2 separate regions of the Xenopus laevis genome follow, and region 2 is linked to region 1. A link is a contact called in public Hi-C data. All regions are on one chromosome and are shown on one strand. The core of a region is the stretch at or near the end of the contact, and the rest is flanking DNA. Distances in the headings are between cores, read along the strand shown.

Region 1 (3,610 bases), core at 700-3,199:
TTTGGGCTCCAGTCCTTAAGAAGGATATAAATGAGCTGGAGATAATGCAGAGATGTGCAACTAAACTGGTAAACCCCATGAAAGAATTTAACTATGAGGGCAGATTGTCATGGTTGGGGTTGTTTTCTCTGGAGAAAGGGAACTTGCAAGGGCCCATGATTACTCTTTACAAGTACATTCGAGGACATTATAGATAAATTGTGGGGGATCTTTTTACAGATAAAACGGATCAAGACACCAGAGGCCACCCCTTTAGACTAGAAGAAAAGAACTTTAATTTGAAGCAGTGGGGTTGTGGAATGCACTGCCGGGTGACGTGATGGCTGATTCAGTTAATGCTTTTAAGAGCGGCTTGGATGATTTTTTGGAACAAACATAATATCCAAGGCTATACTACAGCTTAGTATAGGTAGTGGTAGGTTTACTGTTTCTATACTGTATGTGCGTGTATAGATAGGTCTATATATGTACAGTATGTGAAATGTGCACTGGGGATCATTTAGAAGGGTTTAACATAAAGGAGAACTAAACCCCCCTTGCTAATAAAAACCCCTGCTCCCTACCCTCCGTAGTCCTCCCTCCCTGCTCCTCCCTGCACAGGTGTTAACACCAGTAAATGCCCCTAAGCCTGTAATTACCCCTCGTTGCAGAGTCAGCGCAGCGGAGCACACAGGCGACATCTTCCGGCGCTTCGTTAATCTTCTCTTCTTCTTTCAGAGCTTCGGTAATTTTTGTCACTTTCGGCACATGCACAGTTATCCTGAAGTGGAAGACTGCTCCAACTGCGCATGAGCCGTCACTTAACGAAGCTTACCAAAGCACTGAAGATGGCCCCCGTGAGCTCCGCTGTGCTGACTCTGCAACGAGGGGTAATTACAGGCTTAGGGGCTTTTACTGCTGTTAACACCTGTGCGGGGGGAGGGGAGCAGGGAGGGGGGACTATGGAGGGTAGGAGTTTTTATTAGCAGGGGGTTTAGTTCTCATTTAATGGACGTTTGCCTTTTTTCAACCCAAATTTACTATATAAGCTGTAAAAGGTTCCAACTTTTCCCTTCTACTCCACCCCATTTTTCATACCTCTTTTGGAGTATCCATTCTATTATAATTCAGATTTTTAAAGGTTAATAATAGTAAGAAAGTCATGTATCATACCCAAGCTTTGTAGTTAGTGAGCCCCAAAGAAAAGGTCAAGAATGATCATTTCAACTGTGGGCAGATGACTTGTTCATCCATGACTATTGGTTTAAGTACAGGTATAGGATCTGTTATCCAGAATGCTTCAGATCTGGGTTTTTCCTGATAACAGACCTATAGATAATTTGGATCTTCATACCTTAAGTCTACAAGAAAATCATTAGCCGATAGGCAGGTTTTGCTTCCAAAATGAATTAATTATATCTTCGTTTGGATCAGGTACAAGGCACTATTTTATTATTAAAAAAATAGGAATTAATTGTTAAACATTTTGAGCTTTCTGGATAATAAGTTTCCTGATAACCGATCCCGTACTCGTACTTTTTAAATGTTTGCTTTTTTCATTTGTATAAAAAAATCTATTTTAAAAGATACTATGCATTAACCAAAAGTGCCTTTTCATATCTGTAGTTTCTCATTATATTAAGCACATGAATTCCCAATGATACTTTCTTAACCTCCATAAATTAAAAAAAAGTAGTGTGACATAATGTTTGCCTGAGGCTCATATACCTTCACTACAGACTAAGAACTATCTGTTTTGCTCCTGGAAATGAAATGATCATAGATGTCCTGGGATTTGCGCATGGTTGAAGCAGCCAGTTATTCTCAGACACCTCTGGCCCATGCTGGCTGCGAGGGAGAAGTTGGCCTTGCTAAGGAAACAAAGCTTCATTTATGCCGTACTCCTTCTGCCAAACCAGACCACTCCCCCCTAATCCAATCCATCTATCTGCCCCTTCACTAGTACTGTACTTTATTCTATGCTCATTACAAGAAACAACACCCAGATAGTCCAAGAGCTCTCGTACACTTTCAGAGACATTTGTGCATCTGATACAGGTAGGATTTGAACTATACTTGCTCTAAAGATTGTGTCTTCTTCTTAGGTATAAAGAGGAATTGCTGGGCTGTACATTGCAATATACTGTATTGATAAGAGAGAGAGAGAGTTGGGGTTTGGAATACATTATCAGAGGTTCCTATTCTACCAATTTAAATGCACTTCATATCAATGGCCCACTAAATCAGCTGACATATTTAAGGTAAGTGAAAAACCTAAATATCAGTGCCGTTATCCAGAAACCACAATGCTCCGAATTACGGAATGCCCATCTCCCATAGACTCCATTTTATCCAAACAATCCAAATTTTTAAAAATGATTTCCTTTTTCTCTGTAATAATAAAACAGTAGCTTGTCCTTGATCCAAACTAAGATATAATTAATCCTTATTGGAAGCAAAACCGGCCTGTTGGGTTTATTTAATGTTTACATGATTTTCTAGTAGACGTAAGATATGATGATCCTAATTATGGAAAGATCTGTTATCCGGAAACCCCCAGGTCCCAAGCATTGTGGATAACAGGTCCCATACCTGTACCGTGGTGCTAGCCACCCAGAGATAAGCTGGAGAAGAACTGGAAGTGAGGTTCTTGTTCCTCTATCAAGAAGTTGCATTTTTCTTTGCTTGCCAATTTTGTTTATCCTTATATAAATATTCTCTCTGGAATAGTGCAGCCTAAAATCATAGACGTTTTCCTAAAGTGTTTCTTCCAAGAATAGTACAAATGAGAATTGTTCCAATACCTGGCAATGAGTCTTATATAGCAGTCAAACCAAATACCGTACATAGTGGCTATCTCTTGACTGTCCAAGGCGTTATGCCTATACAAAGAGAAAATATGATTCTATGGTTAATATCAGCTATATTCCTGGAAGAAATATATGTATGAATTAAGCGTTATTGCTGGAAGAGAAATGTTCCATTGATGGGCTCCACAAAGCTGTAATTCAGCAACAGTTTTCCTTTGGGCTCGGCCATATGGAGTTTCACACACGCACATGGCATGCACATTGGGAACCAAGCGCTTTCTTGAAGTGCACTCAAATTTCTATTTAAGGTTAAATAAAAATTTACTGTATAATATATGACAGGTAAAAGAGAGGCTTGTGTAAACCAAGCACTGATATAATCTATGCAGGTCTAAAACATACTGTAGCTTTAAATTCGTTGCTTGTTGTGGCAGGGCTTGTATGCTTGACCCAACCTAACACCTAGGGGGAATTTTTTTATAAAAATGCTTTGTTTACATAAAAAGAGGGGGAAATGTGTGTCATTTAAACTGCATCTTTATAAAGTTATGTATTTAAAATGAAACCCGCCCCCTCAGTCTGCACCAGCATAAATGAGTTATTTGCAACAGGAAAAAAATGTTAGGCCTAAGAATTCAATGTTGCTGTTGGTCTTTTTTTTCAGACTCAGTGACTACAACATTATGTATGTCACATAGAAAATATTCAATATCTGCAAAACCTTTAGAGGTTTACTTTTACCTTTACTTAGCTCTCTGCTTGGTGTACAAAGTGTAGTACAGCAGGCAGCAATTTATAACATGGTCCTCAATGTCAGTCAG
Region 2 (3,361 bases), core at 45-2,544, 110 kb after region 1:
GTGAGGTTTCAGTATTGGTTATTGTTAAGGTCCTCTCCTATTCATCCTCTACACTCAAACCAATGCCTGGTGGTAGGAGTAAATTGGATCCTAGCAATCATTATTTATTTGATTATTTAAAAAATTTCAGCTTGTGAACAAAAAGCTGAATAGTTCAAAAAAAAAAAAAAAAATCATCATTAGTGATGGGCGAATCTGTCCTGTTTCACTTCGCCGAAAAAATTTGCCAATGGGTGTCAAAATAATTTATACGCGCGACTATTTTGTCCAAATGCATTAAAATCAATGGGCGTCCGAATAATTTTGACGCAAATCGGTTTCACAAATCGATTGGTGGTGGCGAAACTCATAAATTCGCCACAAATCCATGCCTGGCGAATTAATTCGCCCCTCACTAATCATCATACTAACGCAGCAAATTACCCCTTTTAGTGAAACCTCCAGTTGTAATCAGTTGTGTTATAGCTGCCAAGTAAGGATATATATAATAGTATCAATAATAAATATAGAAGAAAGGACTTACCCTTGTTACTGAAATCATCAATCATGACAATCTCCGCCAGGTATTTTCTGGGTGTTCGTTTGATGACACTGTGAACAGTTCTCATTAGCGTAGACCAACCCTCATTGTGGAAGACAATTATAACGCTGGAGGTGAGCAGGTTCTCATCATAATTCCAGAACTTGCATCTGTAAATGAGAAGATATACTGGTTACATTTGCTGTGTGGGTTCATATATTAAAGGTGACATATAGGATAAGAGAAAACCCCTAATCTTGTAGGAAATAATGAATAACGTCTGGTGCTACTTTGGGCTAAAAGTTAATAGTACAGGTATGGGATCCGTTAAGCGGGAAACCCGTTATACAGAAAGCTCTGAATTACGGAAAGGTCTCCTATAGACTTCATTATATAAAAAATAATCAGAATTTTTAAAAATGATTTCCTTTTTCTCTGAAATAATAAAACAGTACCTTGTATTTGATCCAAACCAAGATATACAGTATTAATCCTTACTGGAGGCAAAACCAGCCTATTGGGTTTATTTAATGTTTATATGATTTTCTTGTAGACTTAAGGCATGAAGAACCAAATTACGGAAATATCCGTTATCTGGAAAACCCCAGGTCCAGAGCACTTTGGATAACAGTTCCTATACTTGTATCTTTATAAATGGCCCTTTTATTGAAGCTCCCTATAGATCTGTTACAGTCCTGGTTTCTAATGAGGGGTGAGTGTGTCCTAACAGTCCCTGCCAGAAGCACAATAGGAGGGGGGATAGCCCTGTAGTCACACAAGCACAGACAGGCTTCAGTTCCCTATCAGGTCCACATAGCTGCTGACCGGTCCCTATCCTACAGTGCAGTGCCACTGGCTTCTCTGATCCGTCTGGGAAAAAGGCAGCAGGATGGGGGGATTTTGCCGAAATTTTCAATAAATCAACCGTGAAACACTAATTTATGCCCCTTTCTTCTACACTTAAAAAGAGTATAATGCACTTGGCACATTCTGTTTTTCACACAATATGTTTGCTTTAAAAGAAATCATTTAAAAATAGTGTATATAACAGGGCACTAGTAATACCCTTATAAGGCATACTGTCATACCTATTGTAAAATATAAAGAGACGAGAAGTCATATTAAGGTACAGGAATAAAACACACTTGCAGGCTCCTCATTGGATGTATAAAAAGGTATTGGTATAAAGTATGGAAATAAAACAAATGAACCCAAGTACATACAGTACAATTCTATTAAGTCAACTTTTATTATATCACTCTCAACATCATACTAAAAGTTAAATTAAAAGTGAACAACCCTTTAAAGGGGAACTCCACAAAAACATAACATAAGCTTTTTGAAATGTAAACATAATTTCAAGCAACTTTGCAATATACATCAATTAAAAATATGCAGACTTTTCATGATTTTTAATGGTTTGGAACATTTCCTTAAGCCTAGCCTCCTGTTCTCCTGCTGATCTGTCTTGACTACTTTGCTAAACTGGCTGACTACTGTTACTTTGTATCAATAGCCGTCTGTCCTCAGCCTGCATCCTCCAAACCCCACAATTCCCTGCACACGTGATTTCAATAAGGAAAGGAACATCACAGTGCAATGCATTGTGGGTTATGTAGTTCCTGCATGCTGTCTGTAAGCTGTGGAGAAGTTGTTACAATTTGTAACATCAGTGTTTAGTCCCTCCTTCCCTGCCAGGATTTCAAATGATGCAGAAAGAGAAGAACTGTTTAAGGAAAACTATACCCCCAAAATGAATACTTGAGCAACAGATAGTTTACATCATATTAAGTAGCATATTAAAGAACCTTATCAAACTGGTATATATATTTAAGTAAATATTGCCCCTTTACATCTCTTGCTTTGAGCCACCATTTCGTGATGGTCTGTGTGCTGCCTCAGAGATCACCTGACCAGAAATACTACAACTCTAACTGTAACAGGAAGAAGTGTGGAAGCAAAAGACAGAACTCTGCCTGTTAATTGGCTCATGTGACCGAACATGTATGGTTTGTTTGTGTGCACCGTGAATCGTACAATCCGAGGGGACTGCCCTTATTTTTTAAAATGGCAATTTTCTATTTATGTTACCCAATGGCACATACTACTGAAAAAGTAAATTATTATGAAAAGTGTTTACTTACATGAAGCAGAGTTTTACAAATGAGCTGTTTTATGCAATATCTTTTTATAGACACCTACATAGTTTCTGGGGTATAGTTTTCCTTTAGACAGCTGGATTCCAGCATAGAAAATGACATTTATTTATACTTTTTGAAGAAACAGGTAATTGTGATGGGAATATTAGAGTTTCTGTGTTATGTGGGCCTCTTTATCAAATGTTGGTTTCGAAGCCGGAATTCCCCTTTAAATGTAAGGAATCACTATTTCATATACAAGAACTGTATGATTGTAAGGATGCCTTCAAGACATATTTTTTTATTCCCGTAAAACTCAGATCATTTTCTTTACATTATTTGTGTTTATTATTACAGTTGGGATTGTAGATCTTGATGGACCAATAAACTACAAGAGCAGCTGAATGTAAGCTCCTAAGTCAAATCGATTAACAAACATATATTCCTGGTGCACAAAGAGCTGCAGTTCAGCAGACAGGGTTGATGGATCATTGAGGCAATGTTTCCCACAGAAAAGAGCAAATGTTAACCGTGCCAGCAAGCAATATTGTAGAGCCAAGTCAGTGTGAGCTGACAATACAACAGACAAGAGAAAGAAGATATAGACATGCACAAATGTGTGATTCTTACAACAACTATAAAAGCCTGCTCTTGAGAATCAGTCTAGCAGAAAAGTCTGGCATTTGGAAGCATCTGCAAGCAA

What was found. A called contact is a pair of places that touch in the nucleus more often than the background predicts.
Region 2: a Hi-C map of the XL177 cell line shows a contact between it and region 1, with 2.1 times the contacts expected there.

The regions. Positions count from the first base shown.
Region 1 is chr1L:51,491,503-51,495,112 of Xenopus_laevis_v10.1, forward strand. scrg1.L (scrapie-responsive protein 1) reads left to right here and starts at 1,950. Exons shown (of 4, transcript XM_018230786.2): 1 at 1,950-2,037.
Region 2 is chr1L:51,606,072-51,609,432 of Xenopus_laevis_v10.1, forward strand. galnt7.L (N-acetylgalactosaminyltransferase 7) reads right to left here. Exons shown (of 13, transcript XM_041589174.1): 4 at 524-690. Among protein-coding and RNA genes, the nearest start is that of hmgb2.L, 38 kb to the left of the region's middle.